Regions from separate parts of the Zea mays genome. Here regions 2 and 3 are each linked to region 1. The links are chromatin contacts, called in public Hi-C maps. All regions are on one chromosome and are shown on one strand. Each heading gives the region's core, a stretch centred on a gene start, on an enhancer-like site or on the middle of the called end of the contact. The rest is flanking DNA. Distances are from core to core; before and after follow the strand shown. Region 1 holds the start of LOC100275303 (zinc finger CCCH domain-containing protein 15 homolog). Region 2 holds the start of LOC100276627 (non-specific lipid transfer protein-like 1). Region 3 holds the start of LOC100272836.

Region 1 (3,368 bases), core at 623-3,122:
CTACGAAGGAACAAGACCAAAGTCACATCAAACTACTCCGATAGCAGGTAATGATGGTTCCCCGCATGCGTCCATGACGTCGATGGTTCTCAGCTCCCTACGGAAGCAAGGAAACGTCAGCAGGATCCATGCCGCACCGCCAGTTGCGCTTCTACAGGGTGGAGCACTTCTCCGACGGCCACGTTAGCACGTACACAGGGCTCAAGCACTTCTCCACCGGCCACGTTAGCGCATAGCTACACCCCCATTGTACATCTGGACCATCTCCTTGTATCTATAAAAGGGGATATCCAGGGCCTTCCTGAAGGGAGGTGGGAGCAGGAGCAAGGCGAGCAGAGGCAGACAGAGTGGGAGAAACGCGGAGGAGGCTAACTCAGACAGCTCACCTCAGGGCCAGACCCTCTCTCTCTCTCGCGACGCTTGTAACCCCTACTACGAGCACCCCGGTGCAAGATAATATAAGCCTCATCCGCCCTCTTGTGTTTCATCTTGCATCAACCCATCTGGGCAGGGGCACGCAACGACAAATTCACTAGTCGGTTGAGGGTCCTCGCGGGTCCAAAACGCCGACAAATATTTAGGATTAAAACTTAGACTAGATAGCGATACTTACAAAAAAACCTAGTTTGCACATTCTAAATTGTTAATTTGCATATGTTTTACTCTATGGATTTAATTGTGGCCTAGTTTAGAGAATAGTTTTTAGAAGTTCTAATTCACCACCTTTTAGACGTCACCGTTTCCTACAGTAGGAGTGGTGGCACGGGCGGGAGATGCGTGTGAGGAAGGTGACCGCACATGGTGAGGGTCGTCGTCGATGGTGGAGAGGTGTGGCACGATGGTCGTAGGCGAGCGATTGGAGCGAGGTCAGTTACACCGCGCGTGGGGAGGGACGACGCAATATCGGGGGAGGGGGGCGACAGGATGGCGTGGGCAATAACGGTGTACATTCATGGGAGACAGAACCAAAGGTGGCAGCCTACCTCTTGCGTTCTTCGTAGTAGTAGGGATTCTACCAGAGACGAAAAAATACTGACTTTATTAAAATGTTCACCACTATATTAGATTTAAAACGTTCATGTGAGTATGGAGGCTCATGGGCCATTTGGCAAAGTTCCCAAGCCAAACAACTAAACCTTGTTCCCAAGCCAAACAGCTAAACCTTGTTCGGTTCCATTCGAATCTGAGGCGAGGATTAAATATCTCCAATTACCTTCAATCTATCCCTAACCAAAAAAGCTCTAAGAGGACGTTTGGCGGAGCTCACATAGCTCCACTTTCAGCGAAAATCAAATCACTTTCGAGTTCCGCACAGCCAAACGACAAAAAACGGAACTACTATCGGAGGCAGAGTGAATGCAGTCTCCTTTTGTACTAGAAAGTGAGAGTAAAAAAACTAGCTTCTCGTCACTCATAACTTGCTCCCCACTCACTTTACAAATTATTTGCCAAACAAATTTTATCAGATGGATTCACTTCTGCTAGAGAATTATTCAAAATTATTATATTAAAGAATCAACACTCGAAGCTAGATAATTATGTAGCGGAGCTCTGCCAAAAGTCCGTATTAAGTAGGGATCATACGAGAATTATTTCTTCATTCATGCTGGGAGCTAAAAAATGTGCTTCACCAAGCTCCGTATTATGATGGAATTCTCATCACCTTCTAACCGTGCTTTCTCTTAGGAATAGAATCACTTCATCAAAGAATCAATGAGCAGAGTTCAAAGAATTAGGTAGCGGGCCTCTCCCAAAAGGTGCCTCGTAAGCCCAAAATACGTTTTGGTAGGAACTCAACAAAGGCGCCCTCAACAACAGGGCTTTCCGGTTTGATTAGGGCCTGATCCGTTTCGTAGTTTTTTTTTCTCGGTAATCCAGCCGTTTTCCCTTTCCCCAGAGATTCGCATATTCTCGCGATGGGAGCGGAGGAAGCAGAGGGTACTCCCCCGCCGCTGCCCGCCACCGGCGAGCCCGCAACCACGGCAAGGGCGCAGCCAATATCTGCAGCACAATTCCTCTCCTGGAAGCAGCGCAAGGTCTTTCCTTCCTCCCTTACCCCCAATAAAGCTTCGCCTACTTCTTTTACCATCAATTTAGGGTTCGATCTAGTTTCCTGTCCGTCGGGCCAGTAGCTGGATTAGATTTGTATCTCTAGGGATTTCCCGTTTACTAAGCTGAACAAGTAGATGTGATTTTGATTTGCTGGATTAAGCTTCATTCGCGTGGCAAATATGCGACACGTTTACGACGCCAGCGGATTTACTCTGACAATTCATCGTTATAGAAGCACGAGAATACATTCCATTTCATTTATCCGTTTAGGTTGCCTAAATAATCGTGAAATCTTGTGATACACAGAATAGTTCGTACTTCTGTTTCTTACCAGATATGCATACAAATACAGATAGATGGGGAACTGTTAATTGAAACGGGAAACATATATCATATTCGTAACAAACGAACACAAGTGTCTAAATAGCCATCCCAGTTTAAGCTGGTTGTTTTTTCAGTTATTGAATAATTACAGTTTCTGTTTAATTTATTCATTCTTGTTTTGATTATATATTGATATTCTAAACTGTGTGGTCATCTTTAAGGGAGGCAGTGTTACTGTTTTATTGTAACCTTACCAAGAATGAGGAGCTATTATTGTTTCATTCTTATCTTCATCTTCACAATTCACATTGCGTGTGTTTGCCTGTTTCTGTTTGGTTGTGCGTCCCGTGGTAGCCTGGCTCACTACATGCGTTGACTGGGCCTCTAAATGTATCCAGTTGCCCGCATGGAGATGGTTGAGCACGCATGCATCGGTGCAGATTATGTATTTGCGGAAGTCTTTAACCTGCACCTGGGGATACGCGTGAAAGCGGCGTATGTGCTGGGCCATGCTCGCGTGAGCCCGGCTGCATGGACGCAGGCTTCCAATTACCACCATTCTTATTGCTCAAGTACCAAATAGGCTTGCCAAATTTGTGCACTATATTTCAATCTATACTGGAAGCATACATTTTTCAAACACTGTATATTCCTGTACACAGTCCTTATGGTCTTTTCTGGCTCTGGCTATTGATGTCCATGCTAAGTGTAGGGAGAATTTTGTTATTGTCATACCCTGAGGTTATGTTGTCATCTGGCAGTTCACTGCTTGAGCCATGACATGTCTCTATGTAACTCTCTTAGTGACGCTCCATATCAGAACCCGAGCATGGTGTTAAATGGGCAAGGGTTGATTCAACATCCCTTTGGTGACGCGTCGTGTTGTGATTTGGGCACGATGTTATATAAGGATCGAGTCGCTGCTTCCTTAGTTGTGTGCTACGTCGCTACATCGGCGCCCGAGTGTAGTAAAAATGTGCAAGGGTCTTTAC
Region 2 (3,943 bases), core at 331-2,830, 150 kb before region 1:
TAGCATACAGGTTTCTTCTCTTCACTCCTATACATAATTCTGTCTATATTGTTTTGTAGCGCACATGCCATGCAATCACTCGCAAAGATACAAAGGTGATTGGAAATAACAGCTGAGGATTCTTTGCTGGCAAACAAAAATGTTGCGGACCCATAGTTATGCCAAAGGAGCGGAACACCACACATGCATGTGGAGATGTTTTGAGCGTGTTACAGCTCATCAGCTTCTTTTCTAGCAGAAGAAAGACAAAACACATTTATACTCTTGTGACAGCTAAGAATTCTGTTTTTTCTTCCATTTTTTTTAAAAAAACAAAAACTTTATTCTTGGAAAACGGACAGCTAAAAAATTCAGATCTTGTTTTTTCCCAGTTGAAGTTATTGTACAGTTCTAGCATATATTTGTTCTGTTCATACTTGAAGATCTAAAGTTCTAAACAGGCGTAACACTGCAAAAATTCATAGAGCATAATCTAAGTACTAATATGTGCCGATTGTTCCTAAAAATCATAGAGTGTAATAAAGGCGCATGTCGTTACACAGAGATTAGACGGACGTAAAAGAAAAGACAGTGAAACTGATAGTGAGGCATAGAGTTACCTTCGGTTGGGGGAAGCGCGGAAACTGCAAGCAAAAGAGTGGAACTGTTAGATCATATCGAAATTGCTTAGAGTAGCAAAAGGGAAAACCAAACTAACTTATCAAAAAAAGGGACCTTTATCTACACTACATAAAATCCTTCTAAGAGAAATCAAAGGAGCGGTAAAATCCGAAGAAAAGAAACCCGTGATTTAGGCATGGGTTCTCGAGGTGTAAGGAAATTTTTTGGAGGAGATGGCACAGTACTAAGTTTTTTTTTTTTTTGGGGGGGGGGGGGGGGGGGGGGACACATGATGAGATATGACGGAATTTAAGAGGGAAACTGCTCGGGGAGAAGCAAGGATGAGGAAAGGCTCGGGTGGTGCTCACTGTTGCACTTGCTGAAGGCGGCGTTGGACGCGCCGCACGCGCCGGGGAGCGCCAGCACGCGCTTCATGTCGATGGGAAAGCCCAGGTTACTGGAGTTGGAGCCGGCGAGGGAGCAGAGGCAGCCCACGATGACGGGGCTGGCCACTGCGGTCTTGACCTCGCCGCAGCAGGCAGCGGACGGACGGCGCGCGCTGCTCCCCTTCTGGACGTAGTCGATGCAGTCGATCAGGCTGGCGGCCTGGGAGATACAGTCCACCGCCGGCGCCGGTGCAGGGGAGTTGGAGCCCGCCCCCGCGGCGGAGGCGGCGAGCGCCAGGAGGACGCACGCCACGGCGGCTGCGGCGGCGCGGGAGGCGAGGGCCATGATGGCTCGAGTGGGAGGAGCGGAGTGGAGTGGGGTGGGCGGGCGGTAGGGAATGGAAGTTGGTGGGACGCGGGGTGTGGAGAGGTCAGGGCACGCGTGCCTTTATGGAATCCAGATGCACAGATGGCAACGGTCCACGGCGGCGAGGTTGGCATGAACTGGAATCATGGGTGCTTTGTGCTTTCCCGTGTTAACTTGTTCTCGACTTCTATTATCTCTCCTCTCTCTCTATCTCTCTACATTCTACATATCTACGTCTATCTATAACTAATAAAAAATATTAAAAGAGCTTCACCTACGACGAAAACATCCTGTAACAACAATTTCTCACATCTTTTGCCTCCCCCTCTCGTTTTCTCTCTCCAACGGTTTACTTTACTTGTTTTGAAACTAAATCCACTACTCTAGTGCAAACAGACATACAAAACACAGTTTTAGGGGGTGTTTGGGAACAAAGTTTTTCTGCAGTTTTGGAAGAATACTGCAGTATTCTCAAATACTGCAGTATTATATACATAATGGTGTTTGGCAAGCTGGGTAAAATCTCTGTTTTCAAAACTGAAGTATTGTGTTGGGGGCTTGTTCTCAAATGCTATGAATTAAGAACAAGACAACATGAAATGTTAAATGTTAATATCCTTCGTCCAACGAAGCATTATTCCCTCGGGGATAATAAACTCTGGACGAAGGTGGGCAACAATATGATTACGAAGGTTAAGTCTTCGTAATCGGATTTTAATAAATTGTATGAAATAACATAAAGTATAGAGTATCAGAGGTAAATGAATCATATAATATCCATTCAATATATTTAAGTATTGGATACAATAATACCTCTGCCTTGGCAAAGGTTGATTCCCGAATGATGTGATTGCAGAAAACAGGAAAGTGTGAACAGTAAGGGAGTACTGTTCACTATTTATAGGCACGGGATACAGTCTGTGAGGAATTACAATTATGTCCCTCATAGGGGATTACAACAGCGACCCAAACATTTATGGACTGAAAGGTCATTCTACTTTTAAGTCGGTTTGCAATTCCGAAGCTTCATGAGGAGGAACCTTCGGTCATCTCATGCGAACAGCTTCAGTCGAAGCTGCTTCTCCCTACAAGACCTTCGGCGACGAAGCATGGTCCCAACAGTAGCCCCTTTCACGGCGCTAGATCGTTTTTCGTAACGAGCTTGAACCGTGAAAAAGTCTCTTAAGCTTCGGGAAGCCGAAGGTCCAAAAAACACCTTCCCTGAGCTCGTTGTCGAGAAACGATTCAGCTTCCAAGAGCGTAACGGTCCCACCTTGCAGAGTTACTGTTTGGTCTCTGCGGTCCACCGCGCAGCGAGTACAAGCGGCTGTCCGCTTGGTGTAAAAATCCTGGCGCTTCGCCTTCTTACCTGCAATACTATATAAACAGACGAGTAGGTGTGAAGTTACCACAGCATTCATTGCTACTTGCACTGTTTTGTTGCCAAAATTTTTAACCATAGCCGAAGCTTCACTCTCGGACTCGAACGAAGCTCCAGCTTGAAGCCTGCTTCGTCAGAAAAAGGAACTTCGGAAAAAACAATATTCAATTCCCACAAATTCAGAATTAAATGGTCAGAGTACGTTCTACCGCTAGGGTTGAACGTGAGGGAGGCGAAGCTGAAGGCTCGGAGACTGTTCCCATCTCCGAAGCAATGCAGCGATCCGGGCTGGTAACTTCGGAAGAAATCCCCACTGCTGAAGCAAAACAAGCAACTGCCGAAGCAGAAGAAGAGAACATTGAGGAAAACATTGAGGAAACCGATCCTGAAGATGATTATCGTATTGCGATGCCAAGTAAGCCCAGCCACTTGGACTTCGGGAAGTCTACTGTTTCGAAGGCTGATCTCTCCAAGATGGTAAAGTCGGGTTTTTTCAGTGAAAATCAGAAGAAGCTACTTCGCTTCGGGGGGTAAGAAACTACCCCGAAGCCAGAGAAAGATGAAATAGTTATCTTCAAGAGCTTTCTAAAGGCTGGGTTGAGATTCCCCCTGAATGGGATTATTGCAGAAATATTGGAAAGGTTTGGAATCTACTTTCATCAGCTGACTCCTAACGCTATCGTTAGGCTCAATGTTTATATCTGGGCTCTCCGAAGCCAAGCGGTGGAACCGTTTGCTGACAGCTTTTGCCGGGTTCACGAGCTGCACTATCAGACGAAGGCCAGGAAAGATGGATTGCATGACAATTTTGGTTGCTATAATTTTGCTTATCGGAAAACTACAAAGTTTCCTGTAATCAGCTACCGAAGCAAATGGGCAGCAGGCTGGAAGTCGGAGTGGTTCTATGTCAAGGTTGATGACAACAAGGAGAAGCTTGTGCAGAGTCCGCTTGAATTAATCTTCGGAGAAACCCGACCTCTTTGCAACATGGCACCAGAAGGTATAACCCAACAAGCGTTAGATGAGTTCAGAATTATTTCAGAGCATATCAGTACAAGAGACCTGGTACAAGAGTTTTTGGCTTTCAGGGTTTTCCCTAGTTTAAAAGAATGGGAGATGCCGAAGCTAGTGGGGGAGAAAAAAGAAGGAGAACTTGTGCGATTACCTTACTATTTCAAGTTCAAGAAATACTTTAAAGCACCTTGCCAA
Region 3 (3,593 bases), core at 415-2,914, 210 kb after region 1:
TCCTATCGTAGTCCCCCTCTTCATGCGACTGAACTTTTGATACAATAGGAGGAGGTGGATCCTCACCATGGTGCACCCACACCTCATAGCCAGGTATATAACTATTATTACAAAGATCTATCGACGTGATCCTGTTAAGGAAATAAATGTTCTGACACTTTCTACAAGGGCACCTAACATTGGTTACAGTCTCTGACTGAGCAAAAGCATGGTCGAGAAACACGTCAGTCTTGGCAACCCACTCACTTGTTAGAGCACCTCTCTTCTTCCAACCTTCATACATCCATCGACGGTCCTCCACCATACTAGACGTTAACTTGATTAGTTAAGTAAATCACGCCCCTACATCTATAGAAAAGGATAGGTCCTAAATCCACCCAGGATGACCGACAAGCCTGTGTTTATGACAAGGCATGTGCTCGTGCGAAATTTCGACAACATAACCCTGTTGTTCTCCACTCGCACGCTTGAAAAATGGTGCAATTGGAGAACATAGGGGTTATAGTGCCAAAACTATACAGGGACACATGCCTTTATCATAAACACGAGCAATGTCGGTCACCCCGAGGTTGTCCAATAAAGGGACAATTCCAGCCCAACACACATCAGATGCGTCACATGTGAGGTGTGTTGGCCCGAAACGGGTGACGTGTAGGTGTCGTTTGATGACACTACGATACACTACGAATAACTAGAACCATCGTACATTATTATATAATTCAACTAATAAACCACCAATAAAATATTATATACGAAAAAACATTGTTACGGGACCATAAATCATATAAAATGACCTTATTTTGGGGGCGGAATTAAACCCTAGGAAATTAAAAGTTTAAATTATCTAAGCACCACTAAATAAACTAAAACAAGCTAATTTAATTACATAATCAAATTCCGGTCGTCGAACATAACAAACTCAACAATATTTAATATACAAATAATTTAATACTAAAATTCATTTAATAATTTATACATCTACAAAATTATACTACAAAATAAAATTACTCACTTAGCCGATGGTGAGATCGGTGTGGCCGCTGGTGGGTGACGTAGGGCTGGACGAGCGTTGGAGCCGACGAGGCAGTGGGGGCGAGGTGGGCGCTAGCGTGGGCGGGCGCTGATGGCTCCGTCGAGGATGGCTCCCGCCCGGCGTAACGGCGGTGCTGGTCAAGTGGCTTACGTGCGAAATGAAACGGTACGGTCGGGCGCCGCGGACTTAAAATTCTTTATTTCCGACGGCTTGTATGACAGTCCAACGATCTGTCTGACAGCTGTCGGCATAAGCGTCTTGCCGACGGCTTATGACAAGCCGTCGAACGTATGAACTTATGTCCGACACAGATAAGGGCGGTCGTCAAAAAAAACCGTCGGACATAAGTTGACCGTCATAAATTTCCCATTTTGGTGTTATGGTTACTGGATACGTCATGTCTAAGCATCAGCGGCAAAATCGCCTTTGGCTGGTGAAACCGTTCCCCGGCTCGTGGAGCTGCTCAACAAGCCGTCCCAAACGGGCACAGCTTCGAAGAAAGAACCATTATTAAAACATTGATCGATTGATCGATTGATGCATGTGCATGGATGCTACGCTGCAGTCGTAGAAAAGCAGAACACTATAAATAAACACCAGGTTCCATCCGTCTCTGCAGTCACCCACAACCAATTAGCCATTGGCCAGCACAGCAGTGTATAGGCATAGCTACGTACGTGGGAAGTGGGAACGATGGCACTCATCATGCAGGAGAGTAGTAGCCATGATTTGCTCCAAGCTCACGACGAGCTCTTGCACCATTCCCTGTGCTTCGCCAAATCGCTCGCGCTCGCCGTGGCGCTGGACCTCCGCATCCCCGACGCGATCCACCACCACGGCGCCGGCGGCGCCACCCTTCTCCAGATCCTCGCCGAGACTGCGCTCCACCCAAGCAAGCTTCGCGCCCTTCGCCGCCTCATGCGCGTGCTCACCGTCACGGGCATCTTCAGCGTCGAGCAACCACCAGCAGGTGGTGGTGATAATTCAACCGTCCACACGTCGGACGACGAAGCTGTCGTCGTCTACAGGTTGACGGCAGCCTCCCGCTTCCTCGTCAGCGACGAGGTGAGCACGGCGACCTTGGCTCCCTTTGTGAGTCTGGCGCTCCAGCCTATCGCTGCCTGTCCGCACGCCCTGGGTATCTCCGCGTGGTTCCGGCAGGAGCAGCACGAGCCGTCCCCGTATGGCCTGGCGTTCCGGCAGACCCCAACGATCTGGGAACATGCTGACGACGTAAACGCCTTGCTGAACAAAGGCATGGCCGCGGACAGCCGCTTCCTCATGCCAATTGTGCTGAGGGAGTGCGGCGAGACGTTTCGTGGGATCGACTCGTTGGTTGACGTCGGTGGTGGCCATGGTGGCGCCGCCGCCGCCATCGCCGCCGCCTTCCCCCACCTCAAGTGCAGCGTGCTTGACCTCCCGCACGTTGTCGCCGGTGCTCCGTCTGATGGCAACGTGCACTTCGTCGCAGGCAATATGTTTGAGAGTATTCCACCTGCAACCGCTGTTTTCCTCAAGGTACCATCCGTCGTCACTGCTGACTGCTCCCTCCTCCATGGCTCCATTTCTCAATGTGTTTGCATTTTGAGATCCATGGTCAAACTTCAAAGTTTTGACTATCGTTTTGTCTTGTCTTGGGCGAGATGCCTCTCCCGTCCAAAAATAATTTAAAATTTTATTTTACAGTATAGAGTAACGATATCTATAACACCGAACATGCATACTATAAAAATATATTTTATGATGTATCAATGATACTAATAATAATGCTATATTTTAAAAGATTTGTTCAAATAAAATAGTTTGACTTTAGAACAACTCTATAATTTTATTCAGACTATGTTTTGTAGGGATTTAGATATAAATCCCCTCATAAAATATTTTGGGTAATCAATTAGAATCAGTTTATAAAACCGTTTTGTTTGTGTGGGTGGATTCCTATTTCCACAAAATGCATTTTATATAAACAATCGTATAAATGAAAATAAGCTTCAAAAAAATTCTGAACTTCGAGTGGACAAGAAAAAATTTAAATATACCCTATTATATTTTGTTGCACTTAGAAAATCATAATTTAAGAAAACTATGATCACTAGTGTATAGCAAACACTGAATCGTCCCGAAACTAGTCTAGGAACTTTTGACATATATGTATATAGTGCAAAATAGAAGAGTCCTTTCAAATGTTTCTAGAACAAAACACTATGCAACACTTCTATTTAATTTGGCAGCGATTCTAATGTTCCAATATTACCAAATGAACCCTTAATTTGGGACGAAAAAAGTAGAAGTAAATAGTTCTAACATCATAAACATACATGTTATTATCTTTGAATCCAAACACCAAGAACCCTTTTGTTCATCATCTATCAATTAACTTGATGAAATCTATGCCAGAAAACTCTACATGACTGGGGTGACGATGAGTGTGTCAAGATATTGAAGAATTGCAAGCAAGCCATATCTCCACGGGATGCAGGTGGGAAGGTAATAATCTTGGACGTGGTAGTTGGATATAAACAGTCAAACATAAAGCATCAAGAGACACAAGTTATGTTTG

What was found. A called contact is a pair of places that touch in the nucleus more often than the background predicts.
Region 2: a Hi-C map of endosperm shows a contact between it and region 1, with 2.6 times the contacts expected there. The contact joins the promoter of LOC100276627 here to the promoter of LOC100275303 in region 1. A contact is called at or near these places in 4 of 25 Hi-C or Micro-C datasets (ear, endosperm, leaf and 1 more).
Region 3: a contact with region 1 is called in a Hi-C map of bundle sheath, with 2.9 times the contacts expected there. The contact joins the promoter of LOC100272836 here to the promoter of LOC100275303 in region 1. A contact is called at or near these places in 4 of 25 Hi-C or Micro-C datasets (bundle sheath, endosperm, leaf and 1 more).

Annotation. Positions count from the first base shown.
Region 1 is chr1:66,703,627-66,706,994 of Zm-B73-REFERENCE-NAM-5.0, reverse strand. LOC100275303 (zinc finger CCCH domain-containing protein 15 homolog) reads left to right here and starts at 1,872. Exons shown (of 2, transcript NM_001331166.1): 1 at 1,872-2,036. The coding sequence starts at 1,917.
Region 2 is chr1:66,855,856-66,859,798 of Zm-B73-REFERENCE-NAM-5.0, reverse strand. LOC100276627 (non-specific lipid transfer protein-like 1) reads right to left here and starts at 1,580. Exons shown (of 3, transcript XM_008658189.4): 1 at 969-1,580; 2 at 600-623. The coding sequence starts at 1,332.
Region 3 is chr1:66,492,379-66,495,971 of Zm-B73-REFERENCE-NAM-5.0, reverse strand. LOC100272836 reads left to right here and starts at 1,664. Exons shown (of 2, transcript NM_001147289.1): 1 at 1,664-2,551; 2 at 3,431-3,593. The coding sequence starts at 1,727.